Regions from separate parts of the Danio rerio genome. Here all the other regions are linked to region 1. The links are chromatin contacts, called in public HiChIP or PLAC-seq maps. All regions are on one chromosome and are shown on one strand. Each heading gives the region's core, a stretch centred on a gene start, on an enhancer-like site or on the middle of the called end of the contact. The rest is flanking DNA. Distances are from core to core; before and after follow the strand shown. Region 1 holds the start of pgpep1l (pyroglutamyl-peptidase I like). Region 2 holds the start of kmt5b (lysine methyltransferase 5B). Region 3 holds the start of igf1ra (insulin-like growth factor 1a receptor).

What was found. HiChIP or PLAC-seq counts read pairs in DNA pulled down with a chosen protein or histone mark.
Region 2: a contact with region 1 is called in an H3K4me3 HiChIP or PLAC-seq map of gastrula embryo, with 5 times the contacts expected there. The contact joins the promoter of kmt5b here to the promoter of pgpep1l in region 1. A contact is called at or near these places in 2 of 4 datasets of contacts at active chromatin or transcription factors (embryo and gastrula embryo).
Region 3: a contact with region 1 is called in an H3K4me3 HiChIP or PLAC-seq map of gastrula embryo, with 5 times the contacts expected there. The contact joins the promoter of igf1ra here to the promoter of pgpep1l in region 1. A contact is called at or near these places in 4 of 4 datasets of contacts at active chromatin or transcription factors (caudal fin, embryo, gastrula embryo and 1 more).

What each region holds. Positions count from the first base shown.
Region 1 is chr18:22,254,676-22,259,498 of GRCz12tu, reverse strand. pgpep1l (pyroglutamyl-peptidase I like) reads right to left here and starts at 2,288. Exons shown (of 5, transcript XM_073930322.1): 1 at 1-2,288. It overlaps synm (synemin, intermediate filament protein), which reads left to right and starts at 1,244. Exons shown (of 4, transcript NM_001044875.2): 1 at 1,244-2,133. The coding sequence starts at 1,336.
Region 2 is chr18:22,500,128-22,504,950 of GRCz12tu, reverse strand. kmt5b (lysine methyltransferase 5B) reads right to left here and starts at 2,237. Exons shown (of 10, transcript NM_001007337.2): 1 at 2,181-2,237; 2 at 1,025-1,322; 3 at 798-945; 4 at 546-711. The coding sequence starts at 1,178. It overlaps LOC141378820, which reads left to right and starts at 4,348. Exons shown (of 2, transcript XM_073930313.1): 1 at 4,348-4,823. The coding sequence starts at 4,376. It also overlaps a transcript of anpeplb not described here.
Region 3 is chr18:22,433,726-22,438,548 of GRCz12tu, reverse strand. igf1ra (insulin-like growth factor 1a receptor) reads left to right here and starts at 2,617. Exons shown (of 21, transcript NM_152968.1): 1 at 2,617-2,710. The coding sequence starts at 2,617.

The sequences.
Region 1 (4,823 bases), core at 1,039-3,538:
CTAAGCTGAAAAGAAAATGAATTATGTAATTGTTGTTGTTTGTTGCACTGATCAATCATTCAACTTCAAGATCAGGCATATAAATTTTCTTTTGCAGATGGTGTTTTTGACTCAAGTACCAGTAGCCACTGACTTCAGTTTTATGAATCACCAAAGACCAATGTTTGAAAAATGTATGAAGAAAGTAGTGACCTACATTTTGGATGGCCTGAGGGTGAGTAAATTAACAAGATTTTTTTAGATTGGGTATTTAAATTAATGTCATGTACATGTCTAAAATACTAATTTGGGAAGTTTGTGAAAAATGATACATTTTAATACTAAACAGAGTGAAAGACTATTTTGCTTTTCATACCAACGACATTGAGTAAAAATGTAATATTGAGGTAAATAATGCGTTCACACTGCTATTGCTTAATAAATTGTAAAATCAATGTATTGCCCATTGTTTACTTTAAAATGGTATATGTAGACGACTAATATCAAAAATGTATTTGTTTTACGTTACCTTTGCAGCCTCCCAACTTGGATTCACTACATATTGTCGAAAAGGACCAAAACCTAGTACATTAAACAAACAAGCGTCATCTCAAACACAGTAGCAGAGCCGACGACTTTGGCAGAACCAATAATATTTTCCTCATATTTAACGAGGAAACGAAGCCATTAAAACTGATAGCCTGGTTCTCGCATGCGTCAGATTACCAACCCAACCACATACCTGTGATAACTACAATTTCGCGTGTAGTGTCCATTATTTTTTTTAAAACTAAACTCTATATCGCCTATTTACACGAGAATAGAGGCACGGTAAGTAGCTGTTAGCTGATACTTTATGTAAACTGTCTTGATAGGGTTGTTACCTGACGTGAAAGTTTGCTCAAGTAAGGGAGTGCATTGTCGATTTTTCTCCACATGGGAGAGCCATCTCATATCCCATCACAGCTAAAGACGTACTCCTTCAAACGTCTCTCTTACCGGGACGGAATTTACACAACGTACCATGGCAAAGGACTGAGTCATGAATATTAATACAACGTGCTGACGTTCACAAAGCGTCCAGGCATAGCCTAATCAATATTCAACTGTTTCAGCGAATCTTATAGCCCTACTGGACGAACGTCGCGTTGCGTCATAAATATTCATGAAGTAAACCGTCACCATAGTAGGACTCGCTAACGGGACATGGGATCAGCTCAAATCCTTCGCACTTGTCCGACTCTGCCTCCGCCCAGCGCTCTTCATCGACGCAGAACACGGATGACAACAAAATATTGATTAGCTTCAAACTTAAACACGTTTAAGCTTTTAGATACTCTCAATTACAACGGGGAAATGTTTCGAATGAGGGAACCGTTTGAAAGCGAGAAGCTCCAGCTGCAAGAGCTCAACCAAAGACTCAGCCACTACCTAATGCGCTCGAAACAGTTGGAACAAGAAAACACCTGTCTGATTAACGAAATAAGCTCAATCAGGCAGAACAGGTCTGGAGAATGGGAAAGCAAGCACATGTCCGAGCTGCGAGAAATGAGGAGACTGGTGGAGCGTTTATCTTTCGAGAAATGCAAAGCGGAGATGGAGCGACAGAAGCTGCGCAATGAACTTCAGGCGCTGCAGGCGATGCGTTCAGATGAAGCCTCGGTCAGCAAAAGCATCGGGACTGAGCTTAAAGGCTGCGAGAGGCAACTTCAGAACGCTATTCAGGGCAACGGTGCTTTGGAGAGTCGTCTCTTTGAGCTGGAAACGGAATACAAGTTTTTGGAAGATGCCCACAGAAAGGAAGTGGCCCACCTGAGGGACCAGGTGCGCTCCAGAACTGTGCGAGTCGTGACTCAAACGCGTCCCGCTCCTCCAGCGGTTACTATGGAGGAGGTGCAGGAGTACGCAAACAACTTCACCGAAAACTGGCAGGGCACCTTGGAGATGTACCGCCTGCAGGTGGAGGAAATCGAAGAGTCGATAAAAGCAGACCACGCGAGGCTGGAGGAGATTCAGAGGGAAAAGAAGGAACACGCTTCGCAGTTCAAGAGGCTGCGTGACGAGATTGAGAAACAAACACAAGTGCAGATGAATCTCGAGGAGCAGCTCGTGAACATGCAAGATCAGTTCAGAGCTGAAATCACTCAGTATCAGGTGGGTGTCAAAGCCAAAACACAAGCTGCTCTATTAATAAAACATGGGATAGTTTTCCTGATGTGCGTTGGTGAAAACAGGGATTGCGTAAGGATGTTGTGCTCCTCCAGAAAGAGCGCCACACCCACGGCCCGCACTATGGTGACAGCAGCAGCACTGACACATCTCTGCCGATACACATTGGTGTCCCATGACGTTTTAAAGTATTTGTTGCACAGTTCCCATGGTTATGTAAATCTATAACCTTTTCGATCGTTTCATCCAAATTACCTAGAAACACATGGCATATTTTAAGCAATGACATATTTTAAATCACGCATTAAATCTGCATCCTCTTTCCATATAATACATAAACTGCTATTTTTATTTAGTTTAATAAATTTTATGCTTTTATAAAGTTGATATGCACCTAGCACCATACAGTATGTATGACAAATATGTGAAACACTTGTGTGTAAATGTGTAATTTTTTTTATTTTAATTGCAATAAAAGCTAATTAAATAATATTTTAGAATTAACATATACTGGATAAATATAACATTTTTACTTAAATGTACAAAAATATTACATTTCTGAAGACGAAGTGCCACTAATTTACTGTAAGCAAATCTTAATTTCTGTTCAAATATATTATGTAGTCATTCTAGGGCCATAAATACCTACAAAATAAAAGAACATTTTGCAAACAAAAAATAACGTATTGAGCAAAAATTAAATAAATAAATGCAAATCTCCAAAAATCGCAATGGGAAACTTAAGTTTTGAGAAATGAAAATAAAATTTGCTAACAAAAAAAATCAAGCAGAGCAAAAATAAATGGCAACACAAAACTATATATATATATATATATATATATATATATATATATATATATATATATATATATATATATATATATATATATATATAAACTATATATATATATATATATATATATATATATATATATATATATATATATATATATATATAGTATGTATTTGCAAGACATTTTTTATAGCATTGCCTTTACAAAACCGTAACTTTGGCGTTTACGGTAGGCCCGGACCTGCCTCCATTTAAGCGACCTGCCTCCATTTAATCGACGTCATCACCTGGAGACACAGTGTCACCAAGGTGGTCTTATAGCCCAGTTGGTCTGGGCCTGCCGTAAACGCCCAAGTTTCCTTAACTCCACCCTCTTGTCAAATCAGGGCCCCAAAGTGAAGTTTTTTACTTGAGGTTTTACACTCAGGCAATGACATTAAAGTAAAAGATTACAAAACGCACAAATAACAGATACCAAGCAGTCATCAACTTCATGTAGATAGACATTATCCAAACACCTGTTCTTACAATAGGCCCCTTAGGAGCACAAGTGAGAAGTGCTTTAGCTCTGCCAATATCCCTGTTTATCATCTCTAGCTCAATGTGCTTTAGAAAAATTGAGCATTAATGCTTTATCCCATGATTGCCTCTCTCCACAGAGAATGACAAATAAGCAGTTACTGAAGCAAAGTGCAAGCATCACTAAAGTGTTGTGTCACTGTGGGCTAAATTGAATGGGCTGTTTGGAGGATGTCAGCTTTGACATATTATTGCAACCAGCCTCGTGCCAAAATATTCAGAGTCCAAATCCATAACAGATAAGCAATTACCCAACAGCCTAATGACGCAGGCCTGTAATAAGCATTTACAAAGACATTTATCAGTCTATAGATTAAATGCTGTGTAATACTATTATGCAGGGTGAATGAAGAAGGATTATACATTTACTCCTGGTTTGCCTAGTTTTGTCATTTTTAAAACCAAACTTAAAATAGAGGAAAAACAGCTTTTGTGACAAAAGAAAATGCAGTGTGTTAGTATTAGATTGGGTAGTTAAGATGATAGAATTCCTACTTATTTAAATAAACTACACTTCCAGAGCAATCATGTGAACTCACCCAGCAGGCACATGACATCATAAGACATTAATATTAGGTTAGATTTTGGTCGTGATATCAGGTGACTAAAATGCAATGTCTAGTCAGCATCTAAGGACAACATTAATTTGATCCAGTGATATCAAATGACATTAATATTTGGTTGACTTTAGGTTGTGTTGGAAAGTGACCAAAATCCAACTTCGAGTTAACATCTTAAACCAACGTCATATATTGACATTAAATACTGACATTCATTCATCAGGTGTGGAAACCAAAATCCAACGTCTGATAGACGTCATAATGGTAACGTCCACACAAAGTCAATCTGTAACATCATTAGACGTTGGTTGATTTTAGCTTGGACATTGAACATTGACTTCAGCCGCACAATGGGTTGACAATGACGTCAACCAGATTCTCAGTTCTAAACAAAATGCAAAGTCCCTACGTCATTGGGGTGCAAGGTCAATCTGACGGCATGTTGATGTTCTATGCCTGCTGGGCAGCCTTAAGATGGGCATACACTGAGTGAATTTTGAGCCAAATTTTGATTCGTGCTTCTCCTTTTTTGGCTGTCATTGTGCGTAGTTTGTCACGCTGGGTTTAGTCAGTGTACAGGGGGAACAGAGAGGCGATTAACCTCTCCCAACCAGCAAAAAGAAGGTCGGATGAACTTCTGACATGCCAGAAATTTTCCTAGGCCCGGACCCTCAGGAAGGAAACGCATGTTTGAATCAAGAGCTATGAACCAAAAGGTGGAACTCAAGAGTCCTCACCGTACC
Region 2 (4,823 bases), core at 988-3,487, 250 kb before region 1:
CAATATATAAATGAATATTAAAAATTGTAAATGTAAATAATTCTGACATTACATTTAAAATGTAAAACATTTATATTATTTAATGTTATAAGATCTATAATGCATTTATATTTTATTTTGTTCCTAGAAAATACCCATAAATATTTATATATTTAAAATGCTTTACTTTTAAAGTTGTTGCATTGTTACTTTAAATATAGTAAACGAGTAATTTTAATAGTAAATGTTAATACTGATTTTAATTGATTACATTTTTAATTTAACATTTTTTTTGGCTTTTGTTTTTTTAAATTGAATTTAACACAGCAAATGTGTATAAATAATACATTTATTTTAATTAAATATAAAATAATGGTAATATTAATAAAACATTAACATTAAAGTAATTATAGAAATTTTATAAATTATTAATCTTGCATTAAACAAACAAGCCTCCTTAATATGCAGTAATTTAGATGATATTTAAATTTTTGTAAACATATTTAACCCAGGAAAGGTAAAGAAAAATTTTAATTAAAGTTAAATATTCATTAGCTAAAATTTACATGTGCTTTGAAGAGCTTCTCCTGGGACTTGGTCTTGTTGAGAAAATGATGTCTGGTCCAGTCTCCAGATGTCAGAGCCTGAAAAGCTTTCTCCAGGTTGTCATGCTTCTTGAAAAGCTCAATGATCTCCCTCAGCTCCCTCTGCCGGCCTTTGATTGGTCGAAACCTTAAAAATATATGTATTAAAAATAAATAAATAAAAAAACTCTTGTTAACTGTAAAATACCATTTTCAAATTCACCAAGCACAAACCTGGTGTTCATCTTGTGGGTCTGAAAGCCAAGGTATGGATCCAGGATCAGACTGGTGCTCAGATCATCATACTCGCACAACTCCTTGGCAGTCATTCCCGATGAAGGAACATGACGCCTTTCTGCCTCCGGGGGCGCCCCACCACAACCTGTTTGAACATTTGACATGAATAACTAATAGAAAAACTAACTACTGGTAAAATACAATAAATTGTTTTATGAACTTACGTCGACTGCATCTTCTGACACTCGGGGAGCCTTTGTTCTGGCGAAGATGGGATCTCTGTGTGTTTTGCAGCCTGGATTTGCTTACGGGCTGATTACTGGAGAACTTTCTGCCATGTCTCCTGCCATTCAGCACCATGTTCTTGGATTCTCCCATCTACTTCATACCAGCTGGCGGTATGGAGAAGGCGCATTGAGCTTCTGTGTGCTTGTGAGAAACCATTCAACAAGACAGCGACAGGTACAATGGGAATAAGGTCAGATCTGTCGTCTTTAATTGTTTCTTTAGATTTGACTTCACCTGTTCAAAAAAAAAAAAACGTTGTTTAATGTACTTTTGATATGATTATATTGCCAATAATACTTCAACAACTTCAACACAAACAGTACAGGTTCATTTCATTACCAGCATGCCATGAACTATGAATTCACTTCAAATGTTTGAGATGATTACTTTTAAATTATTCTTAGGTGCATAGCGCCACCACGTGGCTACTTTTGGAAATAAGATAAGCTGCCCGGTTTTACCCACAAACGTAGAAATTTCAATCGACATGGTGTTGGAAATGACGTCTCGAATAAACCAACATTTTCTAAAATTGATAGTATGCACAAATATCACTGATTTGTTACATTAATGCACTTCCCCGTAGTGGCTTAAACACTCCCATATTAGCGACGGTGCATTTAAATCCCCACACAAACCACATTAACACGCGGATTTAGGGTTACACATCAAATTATAGCTTTACTTAAACTGTAAGCAACGTTGATGTTTTAAAGTGCGAATCAACGAGTTATGTTGCGTTCCATAAGGCTAACACCCTAAATTAGCAGTAAAAAGCACTTGATATATGCTAACTAGCTTAGCATCGAGCTAACAAAACAATGAGACTTGCCGAACCGGCAGAACATCGATTTCTAAAACAGAGTTCTAGGTAAATGTTCCAGCATCATAATAACTATTATAAGAGCATGTTGGTGCAGGATAAGTATTATTTCTACGCACATTTTTATAGATACTGACATTAACCGAAAATAAAGAAGCATCACACCGGGCCTAATGTGCGGCTAACTGCGATTGCTAGGCGACACCCGGAACAGCCCTGTGCAAGAGTGAAGTCGGATACTGAATCGACGATCTAGCTTAAATACTCACGTTTTTCCTTCTGGCTCAAGCCTTATCCATCATCAAAGTCCAATGCAATTCCAAAAATGTCACATTGCCGGAAAACTGTTCGAAAATATTACATTAAAATTCAAGATGGCGGCCGTTTCCAGATCAACAGAGACGACAGGACAACCGAGCCGCCTCGGAAAGAAATAGACCCAAAATGTTTGAATTATAGGCCGTACTTTGACGCTCAATCCATCTTTTTAACTCCCAAACTGTCCGTATAATACCGTCGCGCAAAGAAAAGGCGGCTGGATGGTGATCGAGCGCTATAAACGCCTCGACAAACTCTAATGTATACAAAGACAGCGTTGTTGTTGTACCCCTTTAAATGTGCACTTGCGGCTCAGTGCGCTTGTGTTTCCGTAGAGCAGCAACAGCATCCCACCGCACCATCGCCTCGCACAAATTCACTCATTTTCTGCTTTAGCTTTAATGTGGTATTATATTATATTATATTATATTATATTATATTATATTATATTATATTATATTATATTATATTATATTATATTATATTATACAAGAGTTATCTTATCTTTTGCTTTGAGTTGTAACGTTACATTATATGTAAACATATATGCATACTAATATTTTTTGAGTTTTATGCAAATACTAACAACTATTTAGTAATTGAATATATATTTAATAAAGTCTATTGTGGCAATAAAGTCTGTTGCTGTAAAATATGTTTTCACATACATTGAACAATGAAAATGATCTTTAGACATTGATTTTTCAACATAATCTTGACCGATTTTAGTATTATTGTCACTAAAGAATGGTAAAGAAAATTTACAAGACAAAATAAACAAACATAAAAACTCAACAAGCAAAACCAAAGCTAAAATACATTTAAGCATACACAGCCATGTCTGAATATATAATACATTAAAGAGTTTGTTCACTTAAATATAAAGAAATGTTGTTAATCTAATCACTCACATACTATACAAGATATCCTTATTTCTTCATTAGAATAGTAAATACGATTTTAAGCTGAAAGTGTGGTCCTTTCTCATTCATAAAATGAAAGTCTAATTAAACTTTGAGAATTTAAGAAAGAAAGAAAGAAAGAAAGAAAGTGACTCATGCAATACGCTGAAGTCTTGTGAAGTGAAGCAGTATTTCTGTGCAAGAAACAAAACATTATTTACAACATTATTACTTTTCATCCATGGTCATGGAAAACAATCCTGGGGGTATTTACAACTATCTGGAGCATGAGCTTGCTGATGCAGACGGATCTATGTGTGGAGACAAACATGTGAGCTGGCAGCTTTAGATTTTTTTATGGTTGCAGCAACCCATGAGTTTGAGATCATCCATCATTATGTGACAAGAAGCAAAATCCAGACTCTAGGATGTTGTAAATACTGTTACAAATAACTTTTTCTTGACTGAGCCTTTCACTTTAGAAAACCTAAAAGTTTTATCGGGAGCAGTTATGCTACCTTTATTGGTTTTTCTGAATCTGTAACTGTTGGGAGCTGTTGATGACATTTATATTAGAATAAAAAAGTAATAAGAAACGAGATATCTAAAGAAAAAAAGAAAGAAAGTTCGTTGTGTAGCGAACGCAGACGCGGTTCGCGTCGTCCGCCTCAGTTTCGGCCCTTGTTTTGACTCGGGAGGCGTGTCCAAACGCCAGGTAACCACTATATAGTGAGCACGGTAGCATTAGTCGGCAGGAGAAGCACTTTAGCAGCATCTTGAACAGCAGCCTGTAAGTACATTTAAGATTTGTTTCAGTTGTTGTGTATGGTTTGAGGACTTGTTTCCAGCTGTTTGTGTAAAGTTGTAGGACATTTAAACTTGCTTTCGGTTGTGTATAATACTAGAAGTTGTTTAGCCACTGTTTCCTTGGTTACTATAAGAGCTTGTGTAGCGAACGCAGACGCGGTTCGCGTCGTCCGCCTCAGTTTCGGCCCTTGTTTTGACTCTCGAGGCGTGTCCAGCTGAATTCAATCAGCTAGTGCTTTAGGGGTTATATAAACAACTAGTTCACCGCGGCAGCGGTCGCGGCAGCCTCGTGTGAAGACCGCCTCGTGTGAAGACCGACGAGGGTAAAGACCATCGACTCTACCTGCGCGACTCCACCGAGCAAAGACACCGACAAAGCACTTGAGTACTTTACTTTCTTTTTTTACTTTATCTTTTGTTGTCAGTGCACTTTTAGTATGTGTCTTCTAATTCCTGTTGTTACTAACACTCGCAAAACACGGGAGGTACGCTGCAGGCGTAATCCTCACAATCTTCGTTCAATACATGTATCTGCTATTTCACAACTCTCTCTCTCCGTGGGCCTCTGGAACTGTCAATCAGCTGTTAACAAGGCAGATTTTATTACCTCCATAGCTACATATTCTGACTATAATCTCATGGCTCTAACTGAGACCTGGTTGAGGCCGGAGGACACTGCTACACATGCTACTCTTTCTGCTAATTTCTCTTTTTCCCACACTCCTCGTCAGACAGGGAGAGGGGGTGGGACTGGACTACTAATTTCCAAAGAATGGAAATTTACTCTGATACCGTCCCTGCCAACAATCAGCTCCTTTGAATTCCATGCAGTCACCATTATCCACCCCTTCTACATAAATGTGGTTGTCATCTACCGCCCACCAG
Region 3 (4,823 bases), core at 1,368-3,867, 180 kb before region 1:
AACTTGAAATGCTGTGTTTAGGCAGATGAATAAATAATCTTCATATGTCTAAAAGACACACAAGTCCATTTTGATAAAAAAGTAAGCATCTCGAAAAATGAATGCTAAGCAGAAATGACACCGCATCATGACCCAATGAATGGATTGTTATTGTAAAGCCGCTCCGTCTCTATGAATGAAATTCTACATCGGGTTTTTCTTTTAGCTGACAAGACTCTATATGTCATTGGCAAAATATGTGCACTTCTAAAATGTGGAACTGGGTAAAATTTTAAATATGACGAATTGATTATAAATTATTATCGCTGTGAAGTCTGTAAAGATGAAGGGTATAAAAAGTCATGCATTAATTTTAAAACCACACATAAATAAAATCCCTTAAACAGCTCCATGTTCCAGATCCGACATGCAATTTACCCTCCAGTATTGAATTTGAATAGGAGTGAGCTTGCTGAAAAAGGTTGCTATAATTAATGACCTCACTATAATTCAGGAGTGTCGTGGTACAAACCCACATTAAAGGGATAGTTCACCTAAAAATGAGCATGTCCTCGCACTCAAAAAGTTCTAAACTTTTTTTTCTTCTTCATGCTATTTTGTGTTCAAGAGAAGAAAGAAACTCAAACAGGTTGGGAATAAGGAGGTTGAGCAAATAATAATTTGCAGGTTAATTAATCCTTTTAAATTTGCTTTACCAAAATGATGTTTGTCTCTCTGTGTATCTTAATGCATTATTTATACTTGTCTCTTCTTAAAATTACTTTCTTGTACGTGTTTTTATTTAATAACGTACGCTCATGCACTGTCAAAAGGGTTATTTATTTTACTTTTAAAAAGTTAACTTTACTTACAAAAACAAATAAAACCATCGTAACCTGGAACTGTTAAGTTGACCTAACTTTTATGTACATAGTAATAATACATAATATAATTATTTATAATAAAATAAAATTATGATAGCCACATACTGTTCACTCTAGTGTTATGGAGCAACAATACTAAAATAAATACATAAAATATAAACATATTCAAATCCCATTTATGTATGTTGTACTTTTAAAAGCAGTTTCATGAAAAAAAAACAGAAAAAATTAAATTTAATATGGCAAAATTCATAAATTCTGAAACTATATGTAATTACATTGTAACTGTACAGTATGTATCAGTTGTACCAGTATAATTACATTGTAATTGAAAGCTGTACATATAATATGCCTCTGTCTATCTATCTATCTATCTATCTATCTATCTATCTATCTATCTATCTATCTATCTATCTATCTATCTATCTATCTATCTATCTATCTATCTTTCTTTTTAATAGTTGTTCATTTGTTTCAAATAATGATGATTACAATAAGCTTGGCCAATTTAGCGGATCTATTTAATTTGTTCATTTATTTATTTATTTATACAAATCAAATCAAGATAAGCATTTCAGGTCACAAGAGAGCAGAGACATGAATTCCATGAAAAGTCTAAGTTGGTTTAGTGCGTTTATTTAAAATAACCCATATTTAGCTATTAAAATGATTAAAATAAGCATAACTGGCCCTGCTGGCACTAGGATTTATGTAGTTTACGTAAAATAGGCCTATTATGTCTGAAATTTTTGTTACAAATATACTTTTTGTTTTAAATACAACAAACAAAACAAAAATCCTGTCAGCTTGACGTTTAAGAGATCAATAGTGATCTTCTGGAGGAACGTTAGCTGTACTGTCCGCTCCGGTTTTCCAGTCCATGTTTTGTGATTCCCTCCAGCCTGGCGTGTTTCTCAGCGAGAGGAGCCGAGTCTTGTTTACAGCGGTGATTCTACACAGCAGAGACCGACAGCAGAGTCGCGGAGGAGTCCGAACGGCACTCCACAATCAAACACCAGCCTCACAAACCATTTATATCAAGCAGTTTTTGCGGTGCGGAAAACCAAAACCCACGCTCCGGGAGCTGCTCACTTTTGCACCTCGACAAAATGATTTTTTCCCCCACCGCAAAACAGACCGACCGTGAGAGCGCGTGAAGACGGCAGGGGAGGGCGAGCAGTTGCTGAAACCATTTTTGTCCTGGCGGATATTTTGGATCGAGCCCTGTCGTGAGGCATTCATTCATACATTAACACGCTATCCGAGTCGCCTGGCTCTTCGGACGTGACCTCAAAATTCCTCCGTCCATCAGTACAGCGTGATTCATCAGACGAGCACAGGCTCGCGCACTGAAGGTGTTTTTGTTGGAGGAGAAGCCGCTCGTTTGGCTGGCCGTGTTGCCTGCCTGCGCGTCCCTCTCGGGCTTTCAAGAAATGGAGGCTGAAGATGCAGATTATCGGTCGAATAAAATTCGTGGCTCAGACCCGATTGCATCATTTCACTTCTGGCAAGAATAACAGCATGTTTTAATTGATCTGGATGTTTCCACTAAAGGAGAATTCTGTCATTATTACCAGAGATATTTTATCTACTCCATCCTCGCCTCCCGTTATCTTTACGGGTAAAGGAACTAACTGCTCATCCAAAGCAGATTTTTCTGCACTTTTTTGCTTGCTTACTAAAAGAAGCCTCGCGTTTTTCTGCAATTTCACCTTTTTATCTGTATTTTTTTGGGAATAACCGATTGTTAGGAATGAGATCTGGAACAGCGAGGGATGTTTGGACCTTATTTTGGGGTCCTGCGCTGTTTCTCTCCACCATCTGCCTGTGGTGTGCCCGTGGAGAAGGTAATTCATGCTTGTTTTATGCTAATAATATAATTATTACACTTCACGTCGTATTTTCCTGTAGGCTTGTGTTATGAAAAGCGCATCCGTCGGCTCGTAGTGTTTGTGGACTCATGTTACGTCAAGCGTGAGTTTACCTGCTTCACATGTCCAGGTACAGGGCCTAGTAACACACGACACAATTTATTAGTGAATAATACCTTACGACAATATTAAATATTCACATTTTTCTAGACTAACACCAAACTTGAGTTATTTTTATCGTAATTGGTGTTTCTAGGCCCATCAGTTAATTGTCGTGACATCGGATGTGTTGTGAGTCTAGTGTGCTTTATGAATTATTCATGAGCTGGATCACGTTAGTATTTAGAGGCTACGTGAGAATTGGCTTATATAAAGCATTTGCCTAAATAATGCGTGTGTTTCATGTCGTATTGAGCTCAGAAAAGGTTAAACGTTATTCGGTCATGTTAAGATTAGCTGAATCCGCTGAGTCTCCGTCGAGCATCACGCAGTGAAGCAGAGGTGACTGTACTGACCATGTGCTTGTTTTACGTTTCTCCGTGTCCTCAGGAGGGTCATTTTTTTGAATCTGTATTTTAAAATTGGATACAATATTCATTTACGTATTTGCCTGCTAAATAGTGTAAATGAAAGTCAAGCTACAGGATATCTTTTTTATAGAAAACATGCAACTCTTTCAAATCAATTAATTTTAATTAATGTTTAAAATTATTTGTTCATGTTGTTGATTTGTAGTGCTATAAACTCGCTTACTTTAACTCCAATGTAAGAAATTACATTTTAATAAATGAAACTTCATTTGAATCATTTAATCTCCTTTTTTTGTTTTACAATATATATATATATATATATATATATATATATATATATATATATATATGGGTCAGTGACAAAACAGGTTTGGCAAGATGGGAAATTTAAAAATCTTTTACAAAGTTGATTTAAAAGCATCCGTCAGATATTTTAAAATGTACAGATTGTATTCATGTTGATTTTATGTAATTAAAAATAACATTTACACCATTTTTTACAGACATTAAGACTGAATGCAACTGAAAATGTCAAATGGTGTAACTGCCAAAAATTGTGAAATATTAAATAATTTACTCCTCCTAGATGATATGCAAGTGTACACACTGAAATAAATACTTCATTTTAAAATACCACAATAACATTTATTGTATTCGCATTATCTCTAAATGTACATTTTAATGGGTTTTTGCAATATTCGGCCAGACGCATGCTAAAAACACTTCTGGTTTCTAAATAATCTTTGACAAATTATGTAAAAAATGTTAAAAACTATTTTATTACACTAAACTAAGTGTTTTAATTTTAATTTCACATTATTTCCATGTACATAATTATATTTTTATGTAAAATACTGGTTACACCAATTGACAAAAACCAGTTACACCACCTGACAGTGTTGCTTCTACAGCCAAAGATTTTGAAATTGACAATTAAAATCAATTCAAATTAAGAATGATAGTCAACAATTTCAGTGGGATTGTCATTGACAAATGTGTTTAGAACAATGAAACCAGGTTGCTGAACTTTAATACACCAAGTAATAACATCCTTTATATTAAATGTGTGGCCCTCATCAATAGAATATTAACAAACTAAAGAAACATGTTTAACATTTAACACCTTTTCCATCACTGTTTCTTTTCAGTTGGCTTAATTAAAATAAAAATAAGTAGATGATATTAGAAAAAAATCCACTATTTTACTTTTAAGCTATTTAGAAACAATTTGCCAAACACTGTACGTAAATCACTAGTACGTAAGAACTGCTGCTTACTCGTTGTTGCCTTGGTGCTGGGATTAAAGGCCAATTTTTGTAAGCATACACGACTGACTGACAACAAATAATTTCATGAGTGTATCCACAACTTATCCACAAACTATTTATTTTTATACAGTTAACTTCAGAATTATGCAGAATTATTATTAGTCCCCCTGAGCTATTAGCTCCCCTGTTATTTTTTCCCCAATTTCGGTTTAACAGAGAGAAGATTTTTTCAACACATTTTCATCACATAATAGTTTTAATAACTCATCTCTAATAACTGATTTATTTTAT